Linked DNA regions of Zea mays: all the other regions are linked to region 1. The links are chromatin contacts, called in public Hi-C maps. All regions are on one chromosome and are shown on one strand. The core of a region is the stretch at or near the end of the contact, and the rest is flanking DNA. Distances in the headings are between cores, read along the strand shown.

Evidence for each region. A called contact is a pair of places that touch in the nucleus more often than the background predicts.
Region 2: a Hi-C map of ear shows a contact between it and region 1, with 2.8 times the contacts expected there. The contact joins the promoter of LOC100283719 here to the promoter of LOC541969 in region 1. A contact is called at or near these places in 8 of 25 Hi-C or Micro-C datasets (bundle sheath, ear, endosperm and 3 more).
Region 3: a Hi-C map of ear shows a contact between it and region 1, with 2.7 times the contacts expected there. The contact joins the promoter of LOC100285060 here to the promoter of LOC541969 in region 1. A contact is called at or near these places in 3 of 25 Hi-C or Micro-C datasets (ear, leaf and tassel).

Annotation. Positions count from the first base shown.
Region 1 is chr3:54,959,757-54,963,612 of Zm-B73-REFERENCE-NAM-5.0, forward strand. It overlaps LOC541969 (R2R3 Myb transcription factor MYB-IF35), which reads left to right and starts at 1,877. Exons shown (of 3, transcript NM_001111622.1): 1 at 1,877-2,009; 2 at 2,093-2,222. The coding sequence starts at 1,877.
Region 2 is chr3:54,602,504-54,606,359 of Zm-B73-REFERENCE-NAM-5.0, forward strand. LOC100283719 reads right to left here and starts at 2,125. Exons shown (of 8, transcript NM_001371961.1): 1 at 1,998-2,125; 2 at 1,690-1,933; 3 at 1,451-1,522; 4 at 1,045-1,112. The coding sequence starts at 1,806.
Region 3 is chr3:54,659,771-54,663,626 of Zm-B73-REFERENCE-NAM-5.0, forward strand. LOC100285060 (60S ribosomal protein L29-like) reads right to left here and starts at 2,136. Exons shown (of 3, transcript NM_001370693.1): 1 at 2,088-2,136; 2 at 1,870-1,984; 3 at 546-896. The coding sequence starts at 1,971. The coding sequence ends at 816. LOC111591242 (small nucleolar RNA snoR128) reads right to left here and starts at 1,150; the gene lies at 1,056-1,150.

The sequences.
Region 1 (3,856 bases), core at 627-3,126:
TTTATGCATTGCGGTACACTACGTAAAAATCAATAAACATTAACATAAAATGTGAATAAAAATACCATAATCATACAAAAGATGGAAGAAGAGATACGAACTCATAATATATCATAAAAGTCTATTGAAGGCATAAATATATATAAAAATAGCATAAATCAGGGCCGTCGATCCGCCACCGTTCGCGCCTAGAGAAGTCCGTCGTCGTCGCGGGAGGTGGGATGCCAGCTTGCGCCACTCCGGGACGCGCGCGCCTCTGGGATCCGTCGTCGCGTGCGCACCTCCCTCAGGGCCACCATCGCGCCTCGCGCAACCGTCGTCGCCACCGAGCCTAGGGTGCGCCGCCGCCGCTCATACGCTTCGAGAGCGTCGCCACCGGTCACCCGCCTCAGGGCGCCACCGCCGCTGGCCACCGGGATCGCTGCTGCTCGCACGTCCGAGGAAATCGCCGCCGCCGCCATTGCTAAAATCTAATCACTGGCAGCCTAGAGGTGTTTTTATAGTCGTCCGAACCTGATGCGACTGAACTGGATGACACCGTTGATCGAGTCAGTGCTTCCTCTAGTTATTGTAAGCACATGGCTCCAAATATACAAACTATATATATAACCAAACAAACAAGATTTTGTGCTGCTGTTGGTCACTGAAAGATGCCACAAGGCCATCATGCATGGGGGGACGCACATCCGCACATGTAGACTGCCTCTGCCCTCTCTGCGTGCATGCATGGGTTTGCAGAATCAGAGAAAGCACGTGGGGAAAACTGCACTCCGTCCGGGCCCAGCCAGCAATCACCCCAAATCGTAAAAACGAGGCATCAAAAGGCCGCACATATTCTGTTTCTGGGCACGTGAAAAAGCTGTCCGGCTTTCCGGAGCAAAAGAGAAGGGGAAAAAAAGCGAAAGGGGAGCAAGCATGCAAGTGACTGGAGTGAGTAGGAGATTTGTAATTCGGTAAATCCAAGCTCTGCTGCTGGTACAGCCTAGCTAACTGATTGATTAGCTAGTGTCCGGAATGTGACACAAGTTGCACATGCACCTACGCACAAGAAGGGCTAGGATCTTGTGTCACACGTATAGGGGCATGTGGTTTCTCTGCCCTTTTGTTTGAGGCCTTCGCTTTTACCCTTTTTGCCATACTGAACAAGACATGAGAAGACGCATCGTATCGTGTATGCATTAAAAAAAATAACAAAAAAGCTTACAGTTTTATTTGATTACTCGTGTTTCCTAGGTGAAGTTGGAAACTACTACAGGTAGACATTGAGAGCGAGGATACCGACGAGAATTGAAAGAGCTAAAATGTTTATACTATTTAGTTTTAAATAGAAAGATAATTTTAGCTCACTCCGATCCCTTCCGATGTTCTTAGCTTCAAACAAACCGAATATTCTTACTTGTAGACAAACCGCTAGGGCCTAGGGCGACGAAAACCCCTCCAATTACGAGCGTGTCTCTCGTGGACCTCCGGGGGTGCACGTAACGACGGGGTGCCCCCCCCCCCCCCCCCCCCCCCGGTCTTCTGTGACATTCCACGTGTCAGGCCCAGGGCCATGAATTCTCTGCGCAGACGAGCCGCGCCCACGACTTTTTGTTGTTACGTGCCCCCGGTGAAACGTCCCACGCACCTTTCCTGGTGTGCCATGTGTATGTATATAATGTGTGTAAAAGGTAGTATATGCACGGCACGGACGACACCAGCAGCAGAGCCCCGAGCAATCCCTTCTCGCCCTTTTCACTTTTCAGATCCAGCCAGCCAGCCAGCCATCCCACTCCGCACCGCATTCCTCGCAGTGGCAGAGCTTGCAGCGGTGGTCTCTTCCCCTTCCTCCTGTCTCCTCCTCGCTCGATCTCCTCTCCCAAGCAGCGAGAAGCGGATGGGGAGGGCGCCGTGCTGCGAGAAGGTGGGGCTGAAGAAGGGGAGGTGGACCAAGGAGGAGGACGAGGTCCTGGCGAGGTACATCAAGGAGCACGGGGAAGGATCGTGGAGGTCACTGCCCAAGAATGCCGGTACGGATCGAAGTGGCGAGTTTGTTATATTAGCTAGCTCTGTGTGTTGGCAATAGGGGGGCTGAGGCTGGTTTTGCTGGCAGGGCTGCTGCGGTGCGGGAAGAGCTGCAGGCTGCGGTGGATCAACTACCTGCGGGCGGGTCTCAAGAGGGGGAACATCTCGGAGGAGGAGGAGGACATGATCATCAAGCTCCACGCCACGCTTGGCAACAGGTACCTGTCCATGCCTATCTATCTATCTACTATCTGGCATTCGATTCCTTCAACCTCGAGCTGCTTGGGCCGTGTCCACAGTCCATCTTTTCTCTTTGATTAATTCCTGCGCTTAATCAACTCCATCCATGCTCTGGGCCGCTTCAGGGTTCAGAGTTCTTGCACGGTACGTAGTAGGGGGACGAAAAACCCTGTGCGCTTTATTATGCCACCGACCGACAGTGGCGAATCTAGGTCCAATTTACTTGATATTTTTTTTTTTCTCTCTCTCTCTCCATCTGGTGCAAAGTGAGAACGGGAGGGCATGTGCCAAGAAGCTCTGTTCCCCCCTTCCACTGAAAGAGAAGGAACCAAAATCAAATGGCAGAGGAACACGGAGTTGCCAAAACCAGGCCGCGCGTAGATGCCCCTCCCCCTCCCTTCAATTGTTCATTCAGATAGAGCCTGTTTGACTAGTATGCTATCTTTGTTCCATCAAAAAAAATATAGATGGTTGAAATGTAGTTTTAGAGACTAGAAGAGGTGCGGAAAAGGTCGCGGTTTTAGCAATGCCATTCCAGGATGTCCAGTTAGTGTCGTGGTGCACCCGCCGTCTTGCCGGCCGGCTAGGTAGAAACGTGGTCAAGACACATTTCTTTCTAGACGGAGACGGAAGAGGAGGAAGCCGCCCCCCCGTGTGCTTTCATGGACAGGATGGTCGAGCAAGCAAAAACCCTGCACACTGGACGGTCACCTTTGTCAATGGCCACTTTTTGTCATGGGGCGAGTGAGTGCACGGTACTTTTCTACGTCCGCCCTCGTTGGCCTCGTGCGCGCACGTAGAATGTGCCGCCATCGCCATGGAAAAGAAGAGGGCAGCCGCAGCGCAGGGAATTATTTCTTCGGTTTCTCTTTCCTCCGCGCCTCAATCGTTGGTCATTCCCATTGGCGGATTAAAAACAATCCTAAGGGCTAGTTTAGAAACCTCGTTTTCCCATGAGATTTTTATTTTTTTAAGGAAAATTATTCATTTTCTCTTATAAAAATAGGAATCCCTTAGAAAAATAGTGTTCCCAAAACACTATTTTCTAAGGGTTTTTCGTTTTTCCAAGATAAATTAGTTCATTTTTTTTGAAAAATTGGAAATTTCATGGAAAAATGGTGTTGGCAAACTAGTCCTAAATCTGCAACTTTAATAATCCTTCGTTCTGTCATTATTAGTACCCCTACTCGTTTTAGCTCTGTTTTTTTTTAATTTGAGATATAGACATAAAAAGAACCTAAATTCAGACGTCTAAACAAATTTTACCGAGTTGCAAAATGAATGAATCAGGACCCCCCTAAATTTAGCTCTGCTGCAGGCCGCTGGCAAGGCATGTAGGGCAGGGCAGTCGTTTGCCACGCGGTCCGGCTCGCTTAACACGTGGTTTGAATATATATTTTTTACTCAGACACGCGATAGAAAAAAGATGCCGGAGTTAGGGAGAGAAAAAGAAAGGGGAATATTCCTTGTCCAGCGAAGAGCTAGGCCACACCCACACGATATGGACTGCACTGCACGTACTGGGATATTCGGTATCCTGGTCACCCCGGCATTATTTGGACAATATATATATGTAGGGGCGGGTCCGCGATCCCAAAGTCGGACGCGCTAC
Region 2 (3,856 bases), core at 875-3,374, 360 kb before region 1:
TGGTAATGGTAGGTAGGTAGTGGTCGTAAACTGATCATCGGTGGTGGTTGCTGAGCTGACCAGACAGACAGACAGCCAACCAGGATCGACAGATTCCACAAATTTTCTCCGTCAGTCACATTACAAATTAAAAGTGCAGACGCGGTGATCGGCCGTGCTGCCTGCAACCACCGATGAACAAGAACGGACGGGCTTGACTCCTGTGCCAACGGGTGCAGGACAGCAGGGAGGAGTGAGTGCAGTGCAGGGCACGGCTTGCATTTGTAGTCCACTACAGCAGAAGAGGTGCAGCAACAGTGCGAGGGCATCATCATCTCATGCGGGGCGAAAGAATGATTGGGAGTTGGGACCCGGTGGTTGGCCTGGCTAACGGAAACAGCTGGGCCGGACCCACCTGGCAGCCACGCCACACACACACAAACACAGGGGCTCCCACCCCCGACCGCCTCGGGAATCCCGAAGAACAACATGCTGCGATAGACATAGACAGCTGCCCTGCCACTGCCACTGCCAGAATGGAATGTGCGCCAGGCCACCAGCACCACTGTTCGATCAGAGCGCTTTGGTCTCTTGCTTGGTCTGGAGATGGTGGCGACCGGATCAGGGGCTTGGGTGAGAGCGCATGCTGTGCTGCGTCAGCGGATGAGAACGAGGGGGGCCGCCGCCTGGGACGCGTCTTGGAATTTTGCTGGTGGGTAGTATGCGGATGCGACGACGAGCTATCAAGAGCGGGTGGTTGGTCTTGGTCGCCTAAAGTGCCCGTCGCGCTGGCAGATTCCGTTTAATCAATCGATGGAATGGGAGATAAAGATGGGTTGGCCAGCAACCGCGCTCGGTTCAGATGAGATGAGGTTGATGCCAAACAAAAATGAACGAAGGAATGGATGAATGAATGAAATGGGCGAAGTGGATGTTCTGATGACAGTTACTATATTATGGAACAACTACAGCTGACCAGTGACCACCTACAATTAAGCACAGCATTCGCCCTGATAGATAGCCTTAATGCGCACAGTTACCAGAGAGAGATAGAGAAGGAGGCACCTGATGGTCACCGCGACATCAGCAGGTTGGGTTTTCTTGGGAGGAACGGTGTAGCCTGGCTCAAAGTTCTGTCAGTAAAAAAAAGCACGGCTGTTAGACAAAAGGCGAAGCTTCACAATACTTGGACTCTGAGAAAGGTACAATACTTTGCTGCAATAAATAAATAAATAAACAAAAGCACTTTGCACGCTGTGATCAGCAGGGGAGACTTGCACGGGGGGGGGGGGGGGGGGGGGGGGGGGCAAATTGCTTAACCTTCATCACCCGGATCAAAATTTCCCCCGTCCAACACAAGCGGAGAAGTTGCGTGGATAAAACAGTGAGCGACGACGGCGGGTGAATAACAGGCGAAGGAATCTGAAAATTGCTGCTGGGCGCGATCGACTCGGGCGCGACGAAAACAAACCTGGAGGCAAATCTCGCAGACGGCGCTTCCCTTCTCGTCGCACCACCTCTGCACGCATCCCCTGTGAGCGTACTGCAGGCGCGAGGGGAGGAACAACAGACACGTCGTCGTTCAGATGGCTTGGCCGGTGCAGCGAGTTCACGAGACACGCAGCAGGCGGAGCGCGCGCAGAGCATCATCAGGTCATGCGCCGCATGCTGCTGTAGCCGCCCGCATAGAGGATAGAGGAGGACACATACCTTGAGGGAGCCGGAGCAGGCGCAGGGCGACTCCATGGCGGAGCGCCGCTCGTCCTCCTCGTCGTGGCAAATCCTGCACTGCCGCAGCGAGGAGGAGCACGCTTCCTCTTGCTCCATCTTCTTCTTCTCTTCTTCTTCCTCGCTCTCTCTCTCTGAGCCTCCGTGTCTCTCTGGTCGTTGGCTGCTTTGCCTTTGCTCCCTTCCCTCCCTCACACCATCCCCTCTCTCTCTCTCTACCCTGGACCTGGACGCAACGGAAATGGCTTTAAATAATCTGGAAGGAGGAAAGGAAGCGAGGTGGGTCCCACCTGCACCAGGAACGGCCGCGGCAGCTCGTAGTTAGTCCCGGTCCTCCGCGGCAGGCGTGGCTCTCCAGTTAGCATTCCTCCGGTGCGACTGCGAGCTGGGGGGGCTCGATGCATCATGCATGCGTCTGCCTCTGCGCCCGCTTCTGCGTCGATTTTTTTCCCCATACGCGTGTGTGTGTATATAGGCAGCAGTACTCAAGTGCTACTTTCCCCTGTGTCAGTCAGTCAGACTTCGTTCCTTGATGCGAACGGTAGTGGGCTACTCCGACTTTATAAAGCCTTTTTTTCTCTTTGCAGCGTGTGGTATTTTCTTAATAAGAAATTAGGCATCCAGATCTAAAGGTTATCGAAAAATCGTGGATTCCAAGTCGAATACGGTCCGAATTATAGAAGACAGTGGAAGAAAAAAAAAACAGAAGCGAAGAATCAAACCCGCTAATTCTGAATAGTAAGGACGCAAAATCCAACTATAAAATCGAGATTTTGACAACCATGTGAGATGCAGCCACAAGTGAGGTGAGGTTGTTAAGGATGGCCACCGGAAAAGGTTATGGAAGAGACACTCGATCGTTATGATGCGTCAGTGGCGGCGTATGGTAGTGGGTGGGTGTGTGGGTGGGTGGAGAGCGAAAAGGTTACCGTAACTGAAGACACAAAAAATAAATAAATAAATCCAGTAGTTTGATGAAATGTTCAAGGAGATCTCAAACTATTAAAACATCTTCTACAACCGGAAACACAAATGTTGAATGACCGAAAGTGGTTCACGTACGATCCACCACCCGTATAACTGGATTAGACCAACCTTAACCTACAATTGTTGTTACTTCTCGTTCTGAACTAAAGAAGCATGAGTCAAACACGTTGCCTTATTTGTACCTAAGTTTAACACTAGAGTCATACGTGTAGCGACGCTCGTCTAGCTAACACCGTCAAAGATGACCTATGATTAATGGCCCACCTATTTTCCTAATTCGACGGCATGCATGCCAAAGGGGAGTAATCAAATGGCGAGCACTTTCTTTTTTCTACGTGCCAAATTTTAAGTGGTGACGTGAGCCTTCCTCATTCATCTATGGTATGTTAAGACAACCATTCCAGCATCCCCATACATAAGACTGGTGTCAATGTTCCGTACACGTGTCAAACCTATCGGTCGGGCATCACACCCGCCAATGGTGTGCTAGCGTTGAGCGGCACAGGCGCAGTCTATGAGGTCGTCGACCAGCCGGCAGGATCAGTACCCACTGACCGCTTTGGAGTCACGATCGATCCATATTGACCAGTCCGTATCGCTCATCGTATTGCTATCATGGTCCGTAGCAATTTCAGAATGGAGAAGTGCTTGAGCTCATTCACACAACCCTCACTTCAGATGTCTATACCACCTCCTCATTCTTCTCTCAACCCTCACTTCAATATATAAAAGTTTTTTACCGTTGAGATTGGCAACTAGCATATGTAGGATGTGTTGAAATCATTTCTGATACCACTAGTATGTTATGTTCCTATATTTCATGCTTTGAATCATTCACTAACTTGGTTCACAATATTCTAAAATTTGACTCACAATAAGTGAAAACGGAAAAGATCAATATAAGTTTGCATTTATCACCATATCGTTGTATTGTCTCCTATCAACGTGAACCAAATATCGTGAAAAATGGTATCGTCGTAACACATCTTCCATCGTCTCTCTAACCAAACACATGCAACACTCAGTCCTAGCAGTCATGCGCACTACAACAGCATGCACCGGTGCATTAGGTTCGATAACTTCGGTTGTGAGGCTATCTCCAGCAGCTCTCCTATCTCATCTCGTATCACATCTTCTATTTTAAACTTTACTCTGTTATCTA
Region 3 (3,856 bases), core at 886-3,385, 300 kb before region 1:
TTGGATTGCACAGACATAATTTACCTGTTTTGGATGCTCCTGTCTCTGATCAAGAGATGTGGGAAACTATCAAAGAATTACCTCCAAATATGTGGTGTTATTTTTTATGCACTAACATTTTGTTGAATATTTTGTATACCGTTGCAACGCACGGGCATCTACCTAGTTGACAATTATAACATTAACTCAAAACATACCATTTTAGGCATTTTTGCCTTCTAAGTAGAAGGAAGAAATGTCTAAAATAACATTATAATCAAGTAAGACATGTTTTAAGTTATATTTTTGCAAAGTCAATGTCACAAATGCCAAAAGTAAGAAACGCATTGTTTAGAGCTCGCAACTTTTAACAGTTAGGCTCCACTCTTCTAAAGTCTGTGTTCCATGCCCACACACCTTCAACAGTGGCGTCAGTCTATCCAGTATCCACTCAACCATCAGGTAACTGTTTCTCTAGCAGTTAAGTAGCAGCCGTAGAAGTGCGAAACTGTACAAACCTAACTTCAATTGCACTCAATCCCCACAATATAAAACATTAAGCCACATCTCAAAAAGGTTACCCTGCAACGCAACTTGTCTAAAAACAGACGCAGTCTAGAAATCCAAATTTCGCTGCCAAAGGCAAAAATAATGAACATAGCACAAGGTAATCCGTAATTTAAAAGGTAGCATGAACTTCAAAACATAACCTTCGGCAGCAAAAGGTCCTTGCCATCATACAGTAACACCAACTTAAGTTCCATCTTTAGCAAAACCCCAGGTCCTAAAGGTGGAACTGAGCTAAAAACAGAGGAAACAAAGCCATGCTTTCCTTCCTACTCCTCAGCTTCAGCCTCACCACTCTTTTTGTTGCCCTTCCTAGAATACCTCAGGTTCCTCAGGAACTTGGGGTCCATCTGCAAACATGGTCAAAGCAAAAGGTCAGTTTAAGAGCAAGAAACAATATGCATCTCAAGATGCTGTGGAGATGAAAATTTGGCAACAGTAACAGTTGTGTTTCATCTCAATACAAATAGGATCCTAAATGAAACGCAACAGGAATCAAGGTTGTGCAGTTGCTCAGGTAACCGCTCAGGAGGAAATCTGAACATTTCCCAAGTTCATAGAGCAATAATCTGCTCTCAAAAGGTGTTATGCCTCATCATAGCAACAACCTCAACCTCATCAGGAGAACTCTGGAGATGAAAATCAAATACAACTTCGGAGTTGTCTCCAAGGGAGACTAGTAAAATACTAGACTGGTCAACTGGACCAAAAGCATATTGAGATTATTTAAAGACAAGAAAAATACTAGCTGCAAGAATTCATACACACCATAGAAGCAAACGGGAACTAAATATGTTTTCAAAAGACAAGTAGAAACAAATTATAGCAAAGTAATGATAACCCTTCGAATCAATGGGTTAGATAGAACTTAAGTGGGCTTGGATATAAAAAAAACTATGCACCAAATCCTTTTAATATCTGATTACCGTTGGCTTAGAACATCAGAGGACTTCACATTACCACGCTAAGAGACGTCGCAAAGGGCTTAGACATCTTTCATCCTAGGAACGACTAACAGCTTTAGCTAGTGCCGCGAGCATGAGCCACTACTAGCACCGTAACACGGCAATAGAACGGACGATGCCGAAAACAAATTAGCATCCAGGAACCAACTTCACAACCTGGATGGATTTCACCTATCCCGAACAACCATTAAAGTCGGCAGCTACATGATTCAACCTAGATGGATTTCACCTAACCGTAACAACAATTGAAGTCGGCGGTTACATGATTCTCGCATGAACCAATGACCGCCAGTGACGCAGCTGCACAATCAATCGAATGGGACGACGGGTGAGGAACGTCAGGAGCAAATTATCTTACCCCCTTGGTGGAGGTCTGGCGGTGGCGCTTGGGTTTCTTAATGCCGTTCTTGTGCGCCTTGAACGACTGGTTGTGCGCCGTGTGGTTCTTCGACTTGGCCATTTCTTCCGGATGCCTGCCAACAAAGTGCGAATCAGAGTAAGTGGAGGGGTGGGTTGACGGTGAAGACGAAAATCACACCGATTAGGATGAGATCGAGCGGGGTGCCTGAGAATTACCGAAGCGATGGCTCGCGAGAAACGAATGGTCTGGCGGCGGCTAGGGTTTTCGCGACTGGCGAGGGGGCAGGATTATGTAAGGGAGATAGGGCATGTGCTAAATTACCTGGTTGACCTCGGTGCGTTGCCCAATTTTGAGCGTGAGATGAGAGGGGTTTGCACGAATCGCAAAGCAGTTGCGTGGCTTGCTCGGGTTTATAATTATGGGCCTTTAGACTACGAGGAAGGCCCGATGGACTTCTGCAATAGGTTTCTGTTTATGAAGGTTGGACCGGAAACGTGAAAACGTCAGTGGCTGTTTGCAATGAAAGAAAACAAAAACAACGGAAGAAAATACGGGAAAGAGATATAAATACAATGATAAAACATAGGAACGAAAGACTGGAAGGGGTGTTTGAAAAAAATGGAGTACCAATTTTGAGCCCCAACAGCTACCCAACTATCTCACCTTTAAGGCCTTGTTCGGTTAATCCTGTTACCCATGTATTGAATGTGATTGGAAAAAATTAAGAATAAGTTTGACTTGTTTGGAATTTAAACTCACCCAATCTCACTCAATCCACATGGATTGAGAGCTAACCGAACAAACCCTAAATCTATACTACTCCTATTAAGAACCTAAAGAATCAACAGCTACACAACTATCTCACCTTTAAATCTATAATACTCCTATTAAGAACCTAAGAGCAACTCCAAAAGGATGTTAAAAATTTTACCCCAAAAACTGATTATTAAGAGTAGGCTAAAAAATTTTAAGAGTGAATCATGATAGGTACTCCAACAGTTCCTCTAAATGTGACATGTGACGCAATCTGTACAGTTGTCGGGAGGTTATGGATGATCCGATACGTTGAGGATTGGATTAGGGAGGGACGAAACACACCAAAATATGAGGAAGAGGAGACTGTGGATGTGGGACGCGAATTTTTTTGGGGATGAGGGAGCTGTTGGAGTAAGAAAAACTACTATTCTTGACTAATATCTGTTTTGGGTTAGTTTACACGTTTTTTTGTAGTTGCTCTAAAGAAGACATCCACAGTGCCCCCGCCCCGCCAGCCCCCGCACGCATGCACGTGCGCTCCTGCCTGCGCCCGCACCCTCGCCCAACACCTGCTCGTGCCCGTCGTTGCCACTCCTCACCCCGGCGCGCTAACACGCCAGAGAAACCGCAATGACAAATACCGTGATGAGAGCTAGACCAAAGTTCATCTCTCTTAATTATACTATAGTATGGGCATCACAATGACAAATATCGTGATGACCTTCCGGCCAGTCTAATACCGGTCTTTTAAACATACTACAAGCACTACAGGAAACGCATAAATTTTCGTGGGCCTGGCTATTTTCGTCGGTCGGCCCACGAAAATACATAGTTATTTTCGTCGGCCCTCGGGACCGACGAAAATTGCGCTTATTTTCGTGGGCTAGTACATATTTTCGTCGGCCTGCCCACGAAAATAGGAACGATATTTTCGTGGGCCCCGAGGCCGACGAAAATAAGTTGTATTTTCGTCGGTCACCAGGCCGACGAACATAAGTTGTATTTTCGTGAGCTAGATCAATGTTCATCTCTCTTAAATATACTATAGTCTAGGCATCGAAACGGGGCTAGCGGTGAGACGGGTGGGGCTCGAGTCCCTCTACCACTCTCGAGCGCAGAGAGCCTCTAAAACCTCTTCTACAAGTATGAGAAGCTTGCATATGAAACAAGGGTGCTTGGCTACTTTTTATTTTTTAAGGTTTTTTTATCTTACTGTGTTGATTCAAAT